3 separate regions of the Rattus norvegicus genome follow, and all the other regions are linked to region 3. A link is a contact called in public Hi-C data. All regions are on one chromosome and are shown on one strand. The core of a region is the stretch at or near the end of the contact, and the rest is flanking DNA. Distances in the headings are between cores, read along the strand shown.

Region 1 (3,178 bases), core at 543-3,042, 120 kb before region 3:
GTGGCAGACAATGCTGATCTAAGGAATGAGACTCTGTTTTCATTAAAATGTAAATGAAAGTCAATGTAAAAGAGCAAACTAAAATTACTTTTCATACACATTTCTTCGAAGACATTTTAAATATTAAAAATTATGAATTAAGATTCCCAAGAAATCTATAAACAAGCTGTAATTGAATGATACCAACGTCTTAAAATAAAGATTCCTCGAGTAAAGCCAAGTTTTTAAATTTAAGATTTTGAAAAACAAATCTGTTTTAGCTAGCTCTTTAAACAAGTTGAACTGCTTAACAACTCCAGGACCTAATGGCTACTTAGTTGAAAACGTCATAGGTCTATATCAGACCTGGTGTATGGGGCCTGTTGCTTTAAAAGTAATATGACTTACTAAATATGCAAAATCCCCCTTAGCTGCCTCATGGAACAGTTGGACATCCATTTTAATTCATGACCACTGCAAGGGTCACGGACTAGAAAATAAAGAAGGCAGGCACTCAGGTCCACTGGTAGCAAGCATCTACGTAGTTATGTTATTTAATGGGAAGAAGATAGCCCATTGATTGATGCTTCCACCTGTGTCTGAAGTGCTCTACTCAAACATTATTCTCCAAACCCTTAGCCATCTCCCCAAACCCACAAATAGCTTGGCTCCCAACCATATCCAGCTGCTTGCTGTCTCTGTGACACAGAACAAGTGAGCGGGAGGTCTGAAGGCCTGAGAATGGTCTGTCACAAAAACAAAGTTTGTTATGAACCAGATTCCAAAAGACGACCCAAAAGTGGCCACACCTTCTCTTTCAGGTTCATGCAGTGTTTTGTGCTCAGGATACACAGTGACATTTGTTTAGAGAGGTGAGGCAGAGGAACTGAAGCAAGGAGCCCTCCTGGCTTCTGAGAGCTGCCTACAGGCTAATAGGAGTTGGCTGGTCTGGTCTAATTGATAGACACTTCCCTGCGATTCACATAAGTACTGCGTTTTCATTGCCTTGACTAGAAACCTTAGTGAGGAAACAGGATGCTCCTATCAGGCCACTCTACCTGAGCCAACCAAGTTTAGAGGAGTTTCGAGGTTTGCCCAGGATAACCCAGCTCTTAACAACAGATTCAGTTGAGAACTGGAACTCTCTGGGGCAAAGCTCTATGTATATCTGACTATATCCTACCCTTTTAACTGGCTTCTTTGGGAACAGGAAAGTTTCCAGAACCCCAGAGCTCATCCTCTGAGGGGTGAAGGTAAGCTGCAAGCTGCCTTATCTTATGGCTGAAGAAAATAGGGATGTCAATGGAGATGGTGTGGGAGAGTTTGGTGAGAACAGGAGCATGGTTGTGGGACAGTAGTTTCCACCCTCACGTAGACTTAGTTCATCTTTCCTCTGTTTCTAACCTTCCATTTGGTCCTTGGAGTTGTAGGGCAGGTCCACTCCCCAAGATCTTAACGATGCCCTCATTTTGCCCCAGTCAGTCGATTCGGCTGAGTCTTCATTTCCACCAACCTCTAGAAGAAGCTCACTCTGGGCAAACACTGAGCTTTTGAGTCTCCCCTGGCACTGTACATGTTCTTCCTCTAGCTACAATGCCCTTTTTTTTCTTGCCTGTCTAGAGAAGACGACGTGTCCTTCAAATGCTGTACTCAACATTTTTCCTGATGCACACCCTCAGGGGTTGGTCTTGCCACCTTCCTCCACCTCCAGAGAAACTTCTACTCTCAGTCAAAGCTCTCAGTCTCTCTCGTGGCCACTACCGCCAGGTAGCAGTCCTCTGACAGACAGTACGTCTGCATCCTTTCTGCTACCCCCACACAGTCCCTCACAGAGTCAGGCTCTTGGTTGCATACTGAAAACATGAACAAAGAGACAAAGGTCGGTGACCCTGAAAGCCTTGAGTTTTGGGAGAAGACTTTGTCCTCAGCACCCACAGCCCCCTTTGAGCAATATCCCATGTGTGGCATTGAGCCACTGCTGGGAGCCATTGCACAGAAGCTTAGGGTGGGGCTGGTGTGAAAATAAACAAGGAGGGACAAAAACAAGCTGTGTGTTGAAACCTTAAAGGGTTCAAGCTGGCCACACCTTCTAAGTCAGATGGACTCCCAGTACCTGGTGAGGGATCAAACTGATCCAAGTTTGGGGTTTTTGGAGCAAAGCTCAAGAACAAGGTGGGAAACAACGGGAGATGGGAAACGTTTCCTTCTTTAGCTCTTTTTTCCTTGTGTGCCTGTGTTTGTCTTTCCAGACAGAGGAAACTCTGACCTTCCTCTGCTCTAATTACCTAATTATTTTGACACCTTGGGCTGTTGCATCACCACAGTGCATTGTTTGTTAAGGGCACTGTGTTGGGTGTTTCGAGGCTTCAAGGGAACTGATGAGAGACAAGTTCTGACAACCAGGGAAATGCTGAGCAGAGGAAGGGAGCCAGCAGGGGCGGAAAGGGTGGGGAATGAGAGAAAAAAGTAAATGTTTGATATGCTGGGAAGAGATTGTCTTGAAAGACATGTCAGTGAGGCTGGCTAGGTCTGGAAGTCTTCCTTGAACAGGCTCTGAGGAACGCTGCACTCAAGCAGGAAAACCAGTATGTTGCAGGCCTACAAAAGACACACAGCGCAACATGGATTGTTTGTCTAGGGCTGTCATCTGGCTGAGAAGTTTTGTTTGCTCTGGACCACTTTAGAAACAAAGTCTAAGGCACACACACAGACACACAGACACAAACGCACGTGCGCACACACAATCATTCCTACTTAAACGTTTTTAAGACAAAGACTGGGATAAAGAAAGCAGTCATAAATCAAACTGTTCAAAAAGTTACTGTTGAGAACTCCAAAATCAAACATGAACAAACATTATTTATTGAAACTGTGAAACACAGCCCAGATAGCTGTCTCCAATGGGACTTCTCACTACTATGTGGAAAGAGATCCAAGCAGTGAGGATTATAGAGTTGCCAAAGGCATGAGGGCCTTGAAATCTAGGCTTCAGTAGAATGGCCTAGGGTGGGCCTTAGGGCTTCTCCAAGCTTAGTATTGATGCCTCCCATAAATAAGCCTAGATCTTCCATTTGCATAAGGACATACAATTCTATTTGCTTCACCATCTCGGAGATGGGTTACTACTGGGAAACTCCTGCAACTTCAATTTTACTCAGTTGGCAAAGACTTTAAAACTTGCTTTGAGGGCCGTTGGGGT
Region 2 (3,320 bases), core at 724-3,223, 83 kb before region 3:
ATTCCTGCTGGGTTTCTACCTCCTGAAGAAAACACTCTGATGCTTAAGCCAGCAAGTTGATCTAAGTTCCTAAGTCAATGTCCCTTATTAGTAAAATTGACTCAAAAAGAATTGATTTTCAGAATCCTGCAGCAGCAGCCATTAAATCGCCTACATGAAGATTATAACAAGGGCAGGCACATTGCTTAAGTTGACACTCTTTGCTTCCTCAGCCATTTCTACCACCTTTCCTCTAGTCCAATAATTTCCTAATCCATGTTCACATAAATTCACATAAAGCAGTGTGCATAATATTGTATTCGTAAACTTACTGTTGTGAGTGCACGACTTTAATCCAAGCACGCAGCAAGCAGAGGCAGAGGCAGAGGCAGAGGCAGAGGCAGAGGCAGAGGCAGAGGCAGAGGCAGAGGCAGAGGCAGAGGCAGAGGCAGAGGCAGACAGGCAGACAGGCAGACAGGCAGACAGGCAGACAGGCAGAGAGAGAGGCAGAGAGAGAGGCAGAGAGAGAGGCAGAGAGAGAGGCAGAGAGAGAGGCAGAGAGGCAGAGAGGCAGAGAGGCAGAGAGGCAGAGAGGCAGAGAGGCAGAGAGGCAGAGAGGCAGAGAGGCAGAGAGGCAGAGAGGCAGAGAGGCAGAGAGGCAGAGGCAGAGGCAGAGGCAGAGGCAGAGGCAGAGGCAGAGGCAGAGGCAGGAGAATCTCTGAGTTCAAGGTCAGCCTGATCTACAGAGTGAGTTCCAGGACAGCCAGGGTTACACAGAGAAACCCTGTGTCAACAAAACAAAACAAAACAAAAAAAATCATGATTACCTAACACTGCAAACAACTCACACACATCCATCGATTAGTAGAAATGACTACAAAATCCAGTGAACTTCTCTCCAACAATTAAAAACAATCTATTGATATGAATTTCCAGTTCATTGTAAGTCAAGGAAACAATTCTAAAAGCAAATTCTATAATTTATTTCACATATGTGACATTCATAAAAGGAAAGAAAAAAAAAGATACAGCATTGGCTGCCAGGCTCTTGGGAAAGACTAGGTATTGACAATGAAGGACCAAAAATAATATTTCTTTTCATGAAACTAATCTCTGCTCTGACTGTGATACTGTCTAAACAACTACATGCATTTGTCAAAACTCATAGAATTAGATGATAGCAGTGGGAGGAATTATTGCAAATAATCTATATCTAAATAAACACGATTCAGAAGAGCAGTGCAGCAACAGAACAACCTCTTCTATTCAACTGAACTTGGGCCTCCTGGTCCCACATCCACCTTACACACACACACACACACACACACACACACACACACTTTTGACCCCTCCTATCTGCCAACTCGGACTTCCATTTTCTGTGCCTCTGGTTTTGTTTTACAGCTCAGTGGACTTGCGCAGTACCTGTGTGCTCTGTTCAGTGTCTTCTCCATCCTTAGCGAACTGCCAAGTCTAGACCTTCCGTCAAGTATCCCCCCTGGAGGAACCTCTGCTTTCTTTTGTGAGCAGGGTCCGTGTCCTCTGAGACTCCTCAACACTCATTCGGAAGTGATAATCCACACTGGCACCTTGGTAACTCCTCTTGTGCGTTAATCTGCACAGAGGAACGGAGGAGCAAGTCTGTCACATTCCTTTTTTAAGAAAATGCTTATTTTCGCTTATTTAAATAATAAATTCATTACGAGCCAAAGCAGCATATTAAAAAACAAACAAACAAAACCCCAGCTGTTTTCCTCACCAAAACTGACCCAGGGAGAAGACAATTACTGTTTAACTTTTTTTCTCTTTTTTTCAAAGTCTCTCTAGTGTCTTGCTTAACTGGGGACAGCTGAATGCCCTAGCTGCTGCCACATGCCCTCTGTTGCAATATTACATGTCATGTCGCCTCTGGAAAACTCCATCCACATTCATGATTGAACGAGTGTGAGAGAAACAACTAGTGTACTGTGCTAGGGTCATTATGAAATCTCTGTTGAGAAACTAGCTCTCCCCAGTAGGGTTCCAGAGAGCCACAGGGGTTCCAGGAGAGCACAGGGCCACCGCTTACAAGTCTCCCTGCTTTTTCTGTTACTTGATTTTGTTGCTGCTGTGAGCTTTATTTTTTACAGCACCTTTAGGAAGAACTCTGTCTCTTCACATGCACTAGCACCCCCACTATTGATGTCCCACACCCCAGAGGAACATTAAAGTCAGTGACTCTACAATGAGTGACACAGTATTATCAGTCAAAGCATATAGTTTGTGTCAGGGTCCACTGTAGCAGCTGTGTGTTCTATGGGTTTTGACAAAGAGATGGTGCCAAGTACCCACCATGGTTATATATGACCATGAATGGGTATTGGATTTTATCAAATACCTTTTTTGTATTATTAATATGCTTGTGTGATGTTTGCTTTTTAACCAGTCACTATGTTATTACATGAATTGGTCTGTGAATAACGAACCACCTTTTTCGCATATTTAGGATAAGTCCCACTTGGTCATGGTTCATAAATTTTAATTTTTACCTGATTGATCGATCCATTGATTGATTGATTGACTGACTGAGTGACTGACTGACTGACTGATTCTGTGTGTGTGCAGGCACATACACGGATACAGGTATGCACGCCTATGTGCACACATGTAGAGGCTGGAAGTGGGTGTCTGTTTTTCTCCATTGCTCCCCACCTGACTCCCTTGAGGTAGAATCTCTTGCTGAACCCAGTCTCACCTTTCCTATCCCGGCAGACCGGCCAGTGAGCTCCTGGTCTCTACCTTCCAATGCTAGTGACAGCCTCATGCAGCCATGTCTGGTGGGGCTATGTCATGGGTGCTGGGGATTCAAACTCAGGCCCACATGGTTCCACAGTGGGTGCTCACACTCCCTGAGCTGTCTCCTTTTGAAGCATTATTGGATTCAATTGTATTATTTTGCTCAAAAGGGTTGCTTCTCTGCTCCAACAGAAAACAGATAACTGCTGAATTTGTCTTCCTTTGTATTAACTATCTGACTTTTGTAATATGATAATGGTGGCCTGGATGAATGCATTTGGAAAGTATTTCCCATTACACTGTCTTCTGAAAGAGAAGTGGTGTCATTATTTCCTGTAAAAGTTCACTAGTGAACTCAGCTGATCTCCCACTCTTGGAGAAAAATGTATCACGGTAAAGCTGTAGCCTTAATGCAGGTATAAGAGGTAACAGAGGGGAAGCTTATGTATTCTCTACCTTGTCTCTCCTAGTGCTAATATCTGTGATGGTGTAGTGTTTTATCAGAGCCGAAGTCTTGGTATGTGGCCCAGACTAACATCAAATTCACTGTATAGCCTAATGTGACC
Region 3 (3,027 bases), core at 50-2,549:
TCCTGACTCTGCCATAAGTGAGCTGTGAGGCCCTGGGAAGGTCACTTTATTACTCTGAACTTTAGGTTGTTCATTTCTAAAATCAAGGGGTAGGAGCTGTGATTGCCAAGGTCTCTGACATTTGCTGATGAAGGGACAGACTGGGGTAGCATGGGGATCAGTCCCAGTGAGGCAGAAAGACTTTATGGCCATTCCTCACTGGGAATGTACATGATGAATCTTAACTGAACACGATGGGATTCGCTGTTTTTATACTGGTAGTTCTCCAGTCAGGAAGGAGGGATTGGCCGCCTGGGGCTGGAGGGAAGTAGAGAGAAGTGGCTGAAGAGAGCTAGGCTGATGAAACAACCTGCAGATAGCATTATTATTACCATAGCTTTGTGATACTATTTCTGTGATTACGTTATGCTAAAGTGAAAGGGCCTTCAAGATACTTAAAGGGTAAAATCCTGGGGAAGGGGATCACTAAGAACATTTTCAACCTCAAGGTGATTCTGGATAACTCACTTGGAAGCTTTCATTTTTATGACAGATTACTTTTTAAAATAATATTTTTTTAATGATTCAAAAAGTCTACATGTAAAGAATCCAAAAGCCAAGTGTTCTAGTAGTCCATGAGGAGCCAAGCTGCAGGCTTTCCCCGACATTAGAGGTGCTTCACGTACGTTCTATCATTTGCTCTTGCAAGCAACCCTGGGAAAGAAAGCATCACCAAGGCCTTCCTTTACCAGGTGGTAGAAAAGCAAGATGCTAATTGGTCAAGCTGCTGGTTCGAAACCTCAGGTGGTGGAGATAAGGCTGTGTGTCAACCCAGATCTAACCCGGAACTACCCATGACTACTATGCTCTGAGGCATTCTTTACTGCCCAGGGTAGCCTCCTTTGGCCTCTGGCAGCCAGCTCTGCAGGCCTGAATCAGGGTCACAGCCCCGAGTTCCACAGACTAATGGAGCGGAGTAGATCACCAGAGCAGCAGGAAAGCCTCGGTTATCAGCTAACTCGCTCACCTGACTTTGTCTGCTCTCTGATATTCTGGGAGCCAGAGCTGGCAAAGTGAGCTCAGAAACCCTCTCCTGCCTGCCTACTCTTCTCGAGACTTGGCATCCAAAACCAAAGAGATTTCCACAGGTCTGTCACCACAGACATGATTAGGAATTATTTTGTGACGCCACCTACTAATCCTCCTGGCCAGGATTAGACAGAGTTAACAGTTTCTTTAGGGACTTCCATTAGCCAACCTAACCAATAAAGTCAGGAGGGACTAAAGCAGAAATGTGACTGCGTGTGAGTCACTCAGTCTCGACCTTCGGCATGTTTTGAAAACGTGTTGTGAAACACTTTCCAATCAATACAGTGCTGGGCAGTAACGGGTGGGGGTTGTGCAAGAGGGGAGGTGGAGCGTTTATGTTGGGTCATTTGAGAGGTTCCAAATTCTTACTGAGAGAAGGACCAAAAACACAAGGTCCCCATAACAGTGTTTAATGGAATCACAGAAAACCAAGCACCAAGGGGGAACAAAAGGGGACACCTTTCTTTGCAGCAGACTAGTGAAATGGGTGGCCTATGTTCATACCCCCAAGCCAGAGAGCCTATCCCTTCCTGTCAAAGCCCAAGTCTGGTGTGTTAACCTCCGTTTGCTGCCAGACACTTCCGTGCTGCAGACAGTACCCTACCCTTCAGGCATTTCGAGTGTCCGAGGTGAAGGAAACAGCTGGCAAGAGGCAAGTGCCTAGAACAAGGGAGCTGAAGATGGTTCAAGGCCCACCTGCCCCTTGCGAGGTCTCTGACTGTAGGAGCAGTCATGTCCCCTGTCAGACCCTTTCCTAGTCTTTCCTTTCTACCAAGGAGAGAAGACTCATATGAAGCTTGAGAGTGATGAGGGACGTGCAAATTCTTTACAAGCCACGCACACGCGAGTGCATGCACACACACACACACACACACACACACACACACCACAGGACTATTATTAGTGGAAACCCATCAGTGTGATTTTCGCAAACTCAGATGGAAAGAATCTCCCATTTAAAGAATGGCACTCAGGTATGACTTTGTGGTTAGAGGCAAAAACCGGCCCTGAAGAGAAGCCTGCACACATGACAGAGAGCATTTGAGTGCCAGTCGGTGCCACTCTCAATCAACTGCAAGCCTGGGTGGCTGGGAAATGTTTAACGACTGGTTTTATGGTGGTTAAAAATAAATAAATAAAAATAAAATAAGACAAAACGAAATATATGATTGGCTGTTAAGTACTTGCACCACAGCGCTATGGATTCCACAATGTCAGTAACACCGGGTGAGGAGAAAATGCCCACAGCTGGCCCACACATGTAGGTACAAGGCAGGTCAAGCTCTGCTCCCCACTGGAAACTTCTGGAAGATTAGTTAATACAACGTACTTTGAAAGCCTGTTCGACTCGAGTTTTAATAAACAAAGCCACTCAATGTCTTCCTCGGATGCTTCAAATGAAAATTCGTACTTTACTTGTCTTGGTCATTGTCGGATAGAATCTTAACTGTGTATTTGTCAAAATTGCTGGCTTCTAAACTCCCGTCATGACATTGTGAGTATGTTTGTGGGGGAGGGGAAGTGTGACCCTTGGTTTTCAAATCTAATGACTGAAGAGTTGAGCAAACAGGGTAGGATGGAGCCTCGCAGGAAGAGGGGAGGGAAAGGTCTGGAACGGATTATAAGCAATCTCAGCGGTGACACTTGTACGAGTGGCCTGTTTTCCAGAGCCCTGATTCTATCTGTAAAATGGGAAGAGTTCTCTGCCTTTGCCTCACTCCCAGCACTACAACTGAGACTAGGAGCGCTAACACAGGGGCAGGAGTTCTGAAACCAGCAAGCTTGGGTTGGCTTTGAACTGTTGTATATTTACTTGTATATTATTACTCGAACATTTTGATTCCTCAGCTTCAGTACTGATGATAATAGGACTCCGTGCTGGGGCAGATAGGCCCTGCCCCACAACTCAGATCCTATTTCTGGAGTCCGGGCCCCTGTAGTGTGTCTGCTGCTAAGTAT

Evidence for each region. A called contact is a pair of places that touch in the nucleus more often than the background predicts.
Region 1: a contact with region 3 is called in a Hi-C map of liver, with 2.6 times the contacts expected there. The contact joins two enhancer-like sites. A contact is called at or near these places in 3 of 12 Hi-C or Micro-C datasets (kidney and liver).
Region 2: a Hi-C map of liver shows a contact between it and region 3, with 7 times the contacts expected there. The contact joins two enhancer-like sites. A contact is called at or near these places in 4 of 12 Hi-C or Micro-C datasets (hepatocytes, kidney and liver).

The regions. Positions count from the first base shown.
Region 1 is chr11:90,252,110-90,255,287 of GRCr8, reverse strand. No RefSeq gene overlaps it. Among named protein-coding and RNA genes, the nearest start is that of Bcl6, 110 kb to the left of the region's middle. Within about 2 kb of position 1,792, at least 2 of the 93 cell types and tissues checked have an H3K27ac peak or open chromatin away from gene starts, as enhancers often do. A contact at or near this core is called in liver, where this site is marked.
Region 2 is chr11:90,219,639-90,222,958 of GRCr8, reverse strand. LOC102553356 (a long non-coding RNA gene) reads left to right here. Exons shown (of 5, transcript XR_005491441.2): 2 at 3,225-3,320. Among named protein-coding and RNA genes, the nearest start is that of Bcl6, 140 kb to the left of the region's middle. Within about 2 kb of position 1,973, at least 2 of the 93 cell types and tissues checked have an H3K27ac peak or open chromatin away from gene starts, as enhancers often do. A contact at or near this core is called in hepatocytes and liver, where this site is marked.
Region 3 is chr11:90,136,308-90,139,334 of GRCr8, reverse strand. No RefSeq gene overlaps it. Among named protein-coding and RNA genes, the nearest start is that of Lppos, 210 kb to the right of the region's middle. Within about 2 kb of position 1,299, at least 10 of the 93 cell types and tissues checked have an H3K27ac peak or open chromatin away from gene starts, as enhancers often do. A contact at or near this core is called in hepatocytes and liver, where this site is marked.